Regions from separate parts of the Danio rerio genome. Here region 2 is linked to region 1. The links are chromatin contacts, called in public Micro-C maps. All regions are on one chromosome and are shown on one strand. The core of a region is the stretch at or near the end of the contact, and the rest is flanking DNA. Distances in the headings are between cores, read along the strand shown. Region 1 overlaps map4k3a (mitogen-activated protein kinase kinase kinase kinase 3a). Region 2 holds the start of pgap4 (post-GPI attachment to proteins GalNAc transferase 4).

Evidence for each region. Hi-C and Micro-C count contacts between places; a contact is called where the count stands out from the background.
Region 2: a Micro-C map of caudal fin shows a contact between it and region 1, with 5 times the contacts expected there. The contact joins the promoter of pgap4 here to the enhancer-like site in region 1. A contact is called at or near these places in 3 of 18 Hi-C or Micro-C datasets (caudal fin, embryo and an unstated tissue) and 1 of 4 datasets of contacts at active chromatin or transcription factors (caudal fin).

Annotation. Positions count from the first base shown.
Region 1 is chr11:32,627,011-32,630,651 of GRCz12tu, forward strand. It overlaps map4k3a (mitogen-activated protein kinase kinase kinase kinase 3a), which reads right to left. Exons shown (of 33, transcript XM_073916889.1): 20 at 1,633-1,730. Among named protein-coding and RNA genes, the nearest start is that of pecr, 28 kb to the left of the region's middle. Within about 2 kb of position 2,076, at least 2 of the 62 cell types and tissues checked have an H3K27ac peak or open chromatin away from gene starts, as enhancers often do. A contact at or near this core is called in caudal fin, where this site is marked.
Region 2 is chr11:32,871,238-32,874,878 of GRCz12tu, forward strand. pgap4 (post-GPI attachment to proteins GalNAc transferase 4) reads left to right here and starts at 1,928. Exons shown (of 2, transcript NM_001077341.1): 1 at 1,928-2,043. It also overlaps a transcript of slc8a1a not described here and a transcript of mala.1 not described here.

The DNA.
Region 1 (3,641 bases), core at 826-3,325:
TCACTTTTTATAAAATAACATTTATTTTTTTACTACTATTTTACTATTATTACTATATAGAATTATTTGCAATATCAACAGCAATAATATGTTATATGTATTTAAGATTGACTTCTTATACTTACTCAACATAATACACAATAATAAGAATAACTTTTAAATTAAATAACTACTTAAAAATATTTTTGTAAAATAATGAAAAATCACATAAGATAAAAATGAGTTCAAATATGCATCTAATTAAATCTATTACAATATTTCACTTTATTAAATGAAATTTGCTTTTTGTTATTATTTTACTATTATTACTACACAGAACAATTTGCTCTATCAGCAAAAAAATTATGTAATACATATTTAATGTTTACTTTATATACCTTATAATCAACATACTAAACAATAATAAGAATAACAGTGATAGTAAATGACTACTTAAATCAAAATATTTTAGTAAAATAATGAAAAAAAAAACAGAAAATAATAAGATAACTATATAAAAAGGTGTGCAAATATGCCTATATTTAGATGCATCTATTATAATATTTCATTTTTTCTTTAATAACATTTATTTTTTACTACTATTTTACTATTATTACTGTATAGAATTATTTGCAATATTAAAAGCAATAATATGTTATATTTATTTAAGATTTACTTACTTTATATACCTTATAATCACAATACAATGCACAATAATAAGATTTGTGAATTTAAATGACAACTTAAAAACATTTCAGTAAAATAATGAAAAAACAGAAAAGAATAAGATTATATAAAAATGCAGTGCAAATATGAATATAATTAAACAAATATAATATTTCACTTTTTATTAAATAAAATTACATTTTTACTACTTTTTTACTATTATTAATATATAGAATTATATACGATGTCAACGGCAATAATAATGTTACATATATTTAAAATTTACTTTATATACCTTATAAATAATATAAAACACAAAAATAACTGAAATTAAATTACTACTTAAAATATTTTTGTAAAATGAAAAATCATATAATTTACTTATATAAAATGCATTTTCAAATATGCATACAATTAAATGTTTCACTTTTTATTAAATAAAATTTATTTTGTACAATTTTACTATTATTACTACATAGAATTATATGCAATATTAATAGAAATTGAAATATGTAACACATATTTAATATTTACTTTATATACCTTGTAATCAACATGATACACAATAATAAGTAAATAAATAATAAATAAATAATACAAAACTAAAAAAATAAGATAATTATATAAAATGTGCAAATATGCATATAATAATATTTCACTCTTTATTAAATAAAATTAATTTTGTTACTAATATTTTAATATTAGTACTTAACAGCAGTATAATGCATATTTCGGATTTACTTTATCTGCCTAATACTTATTATAATAAACAATATTAAGTATAACTGTGAAATTAAATAACTAATTAAATACAAATATTTAAACACACACACACACACACACACACACACACACACACACACACACACACACACACACACACACACACACACACACACACACACACACACACACACACACACACACACAATTACAAGAAAATAGCATTGCAGTTCACTAATTGTATTGACTAAAATGAAGCAATACTGGAAAATCTTTCTTGTCCTTTGGTACAGGAACAGCAGGGGGCATCGTGGACTGTCTCTCTGTTGACGCAGAGTGTTCAGATGGGCTTATTCCATTACCTGCAAATAAGAAAGCATATATGCACAGTTCAGTCACAAGGTTTTGTTAAGAAAGCTTAAAAGATATTTTAAACAGGTATACAGGGGGGACACACACCTAAGGAAGTGTGCTTTATGCCTGCAATTACATTAGAAGGTCAGCATTATCAGCATTGTTTCCTAAGCTACTGTTGTGATTTGCACACTAAGACACAATAGAAGCTAGTCAAGCGTGTGAATCAAAAAACACGACTGTGACAATGACTGACAGCAGAACAAAGATCTGACAAGGGAAAGATGACAGGGGTGGAGTGGGTGTTTTATGATGTCTTCAAGAGGGCGTATGACATTTCACATGCCAACACCGCTTCTCTTCAAGAGGGCGAGAGAAAAGAATGGCATGTGATCTCACTAGCGACTAACTAGAGGCACGAACACTAGGATGGTCTGGAAATGGGTTTAGGGCAGGGGTTTAAGCGTTATTACAGGGCAGACCCTCCAGTATCTTGTGATCGAAGGATTTAACGAAATCAAAGAAATGTCATTAAATTTAGAGGAGATTGACATTTTTTTTAATTGCTGTGCAGCATTGGCACTCACAATGCATTGCTTAGAGCTCCAATCTGATTCGTTACTCGTTCGTTGTTTTTAGATGTGGCCAATAATACATTTCCAGTTTGAACTGATCTACACAACGAGGACTTTTACTAAGCAAAGTGCTGTATGTCCGACAGATTGAAATATTCATGTATCTTTCTCTATTTATCCCTTTTAATGCACTTTAATTCTTTTTTATACTCCGCTTTTAATTATTTTATTTAAAGCACTTTGAATTACCATTGTGTATAAAATGTGTAATATAAATAAAATTGGCTTACATACTCCATGTGTAAATGTAAATAAAGCATGCCAGCAGGTTAAGTTAGGTCTCCACAGACTTCAGTGTGTATTTGACAAGCTATGAATTGCTTGATTTGCTGGAACTAGTATCGATGTGTTTCATTTTCTAAAATCTCAAATAAATGTTCTGTGATAAAACACTGACAACGGTGTATTTGGCTTGATGGCAAAGTGCAATTTATCCAAAATAAATAATGTTATAATATATAATAGAGTGTTGTGGTAACGCATTACAAGTAACTTGAGTCACGTAATTACAGTATATTACTTTTCCAGGTAAAAAATAAGTAATAATATTTGAGTCACTTTTTTGAAAATGTAATGTGAGTTACTGTTTAGATTAGACTTTTTTGAATGCATTGAAGAAAAAGAAAAGGGATAGTCTCAATGGACAGTGATTTTACTTAAGACAAATACACAAGTAGCAAACATCTTACTTTAAACTTTCACTAATCTGTAAATACATCATGTAAAGCCAGGAAGTTCTCAGATAACACTATCCTAAAATATTATTTTGCTGTGTTTTTTATAAAGTTAAATGCAGGTGTATGTTATAAAGTGCATTGTTAATTGCAGAACACTTCTAATAAAAAAATAAGTCCTGAAAGAGATCAAGCTTCAGCTCAGCCAGATAATAAATAAATAAATAAATATTAATTTTTTTATTTACAATTTTTTAATACTACCTACAGCCATATACTCTATACAATGTATTGCAGAACTTCTTTTTCTCCATAATTTAGATTCTTATTGTTATTATTATTTTTAAGGTCACAAATGGTTGAGTAAGCATTTCACTATGTATCTTATTGTGTATGACAATTTAAATTTGAAGTCATTCTTGTGTTATTTTATGCATGCATATATATATACAGTATATACAGAATATGATACAGTAAGCTTTATAGGGTTAAGAGATCAACACTTAATTTTCTCCTTCTGTGTTTCCTTTATATAAATATAAATATTCTTTTAAGTTTTGAGGAAAAAGCTGCTATTTCAAATGGCAAAAATCTGAAAACTCACTGCAAA
Region 2 (3,641 bases), core at 678-3,177, 240 kb after region 1:
ATTATATGTCAATGCAAAATATTGGTGAAACTATTTTGAAATAAAGTGTATTTAAAATATCACTTATTTGATTAGATTTGCCCTGCTGACTTATAGCTATGGTATTTAAATACAAAAACTATTACGAAACAATGAAAAATATGTTGCAACATTCGTTTTACCGTTTGGATAATAATAAGTTGTGATCTGGTTACCTGGGTGGGTTCGATTTCATTGTGTTTAAGTAGAACACAGGTGAAGAGAACATGAGTCAGAGCGTCAGAGCATGACTCAGAATTCAGTTTCACACACGGCAGCTAATCAATGAAATATTCTTGCAGTCCTATGCCATGTGTAGTGGCAAAAGGTGGTCATAAGGGCTTATGAAGTGGCATTTACTGGTTTTTACACAGATTTACTCCAACAGTATTTAAGCTCGAACAGTTGTAAAAACATGGTTAATGTTGTATTTACTACGCTTTTCCTAAAACACACACACAGAGGGACAGGGAGAGGGAGGGAGGGTCTTATGACTATTGTAGTAAGATGTTTAGGTTTCTGTTTCTCATGGTTTTACAGCAATAAACATAGTAATTATTCTATAGTTTGATTGCAAATACTTAATAAAATCAATAGTAAATGTACTTTATTTTAATTTAACATTAATCAGGGTTTCCACGCTTTCATGAACAGCAGATTCAAGGACTTTGGATTACTTTTTACAGCACCATTCGTTTAAAAACAAGCACCATATGCACAATGAAAGTACTTAACATTTCATTTACACTTAATATTTACGTTGAGTGATTTTCAAAAAGTTTGACTGTTTTAAAAAGTCATGTTTAAAGAACTTTAATCAAATTTGTTGAATTCGATACTGGTTATATTCAAATGCAGTTTCTGAAATATTGATAACATGTCAGTGCTATTGTACAATATTTAAATGTAAGGTTTTTAATTCAAGGACTTTTTCAGTTTTTTTTATTTATTTAGTTTTTGACAATTGAGTAAAAATGTTGAAATAAAACCATAAACAAATTTCATTTCTAATTTTATTCAAGCACTTTCAATGGCATGTGTTTGATTTTAAGAACTTGCAGCCCTTGAATCCATACTGTATGTCTGAAATAAGAATACTTTTAAGTACTTTCAAGAAGCATGGGAACTCTGATTTATACTTACTATGGTTTGACTTGCTTTGTTAAAAGCTACTATGGTTTTACTTTAAAACATGGGCCTAAGGTTATAGTACTGTTATAAAACAATAGTTTTAATGTGTTTAATGAAAATGCTATGGTAAAAACCATCGTAAATGTTGTGGTTACTATGGTTTTGCTATATTAAACATAGTTAACCCATGATTGTTGTAGTAACACCACGGTTCATTTCTATTAAATGACAAATAAAAACATTTCCAAAAAGACTGATTACACCCAAGTTATTGATTGTAACTTACAGTTGAGGTTCTGCAGATTTTTCAGTCACGAAACGTACTTGCTCTGCTTTACCACTTTTTGCAAGAGCTTTTTCGCTTATTTTGTCCGAACGTTTTCGGCACTCAATCATAAAACTTACTAACGTTACAAACGTTGTTTATATTTGAGAAATATTTTACCGAGTATCACGTAGTCCACGCAGCTGCCTGTTTTTTTTTAATGTCACATTGCCATCTAGTGGCTAGTGTGTGGTACAGTACATGAAGACGTTATCACGTGGTTTTGGTTACTGTACTCAGCGTTATTAGTGACGAACCAATCATCGTTTTTAAGTCGTTTTCACCTTGAGCTGTGAAATACGAACTGAATCCATAAAAGTATTACCTTTATTTTCCACAATGTACACTTTTATATGTATATTTATTCGAAACACTAAGCAAGAAACGCGCAACATTTGTGCATCACTAATTAAACGCGCAGTTTGTCCTTGTATTACGGTAAGACGCCATCTACGTTACTGTTTTGAACTGATTTGAGTACTTAGGCTAAAAAACTGATCTTTGGCCTCCCTTTCACTCTCGGCAGCTGTTGAGAATTCATTGGGTGCTGAACATCCACATTATGAGAGGTAACGTAGAAATGCTAAAATAGTTTATGCTTTGCTACCATTTGTTGTTATTTTACTTAACGGGCCGCTAAATAACATTCTGCTTCCGGGTTTGTCTTCTTATTTACACATGCCTGTTCACTAGCCTGTTGTACTTTTTTTCTACACGAGTAGCTTCTGCTGCTCTTTCCGAGTGCCTTGTGACTGTATGCATATAAAAAGCTCTCACGAACTTTTATAATGTGTTATAGTAGACGTTTTTCGTAACACGTCGACATAATTCCTAGTAAACCGAAATATAACGTTACACATAAATAGTTTCTATATATAATATTTCAAAGCAAATATGTATTTAAAGCTTGTCTCCCCGAGTTATGTCAACCATGTGTTATACTGTCTCCAGTACGAACCTTCTCTACGAAAGAAAGTATAATAGTTTCTCAAAATTCTGAAATATTGATGTTCAAATTTGAGTAAAAGTATGAAATCACTTTAATTTAAATGTGACATTTCATCTTTAACTAGTGTGCATATAACAAATTGACCTTAACATAACAGTTAAGCTTTATGAATAAGGTCAAAACATTTATATTCGCTCATTCGTTCAATGACAGCTTGTGACATGCTTCTTCAATATTGGTTTACCATGGTACTTTGAATATTCAGTCTGAAATTACATCTAGATATGACTTAAAAACAACACTAGCACTATTTATTCAATTGAATACTGTTGTACTTTTGATGGTCATTGGCTGCAAATATGATTTCACTATTTAGAGTTTACAAATATAACTTTTTTTGAAATTATATGATTAAGGAGACAGTCCGAAAGTGTAAATATAAAACCAACCTTACCTCAAAACTGTTACGTACGCCTTTTTGGCATTTTCCCATTATATAAAAAAAGACATCTACAGTATAAATATAGAACAATCACTCATAATGCATATGTTAAAATTTGACAAAAATATATACTATATGTATTGTATATTTAATCATCTTTACTAGGAGATTAAAAATAGGGGAAATGTAACTATGGGCATCTGCTATAAGGTTTAAATCAATGGTTACCAAATTGGGGTTCGCTTGGTGATTTCCAAAAATCACAATTACTTTATTTAACTATTAGAATTACCATATTTTAATCAATAACCTACAGAAGAAAAAAAATAGTAGGTGCAGTAGGTGATCTGCCAAAATGCTAATTGGTTAGCATAATGTATTTGAAACACAGTCCCTCCCCTGCTCCAAAGCCACACCTCCTGAAACACGAACGCATGCACCTTAAAGATGACAGCAGACAACCCTAGTTCATGTCATTCGCCAATAATACTACAATTCTGAATGAAAACTGTATTACATCTAGCACGCTTTCAGTTGTGTTGTTAGCAAGCAAAACTTGTAATAATGTGCAATTCATGCATGCAAGGATCGCTTTATCCTAAAGCGACTACTGTATGCTTGGTTGGTCAGCGACGTGCTGGAATTACACTTATTACTAAGCCATACTTACAAGCTATTTCAGACCGAATATTCAGAGTAGCATGGTAAACAAAAGGATGACGTCACAGGCTGTCAGTGTTCAAAAATGAATCAATATGAATATAAGCCAACTTCAC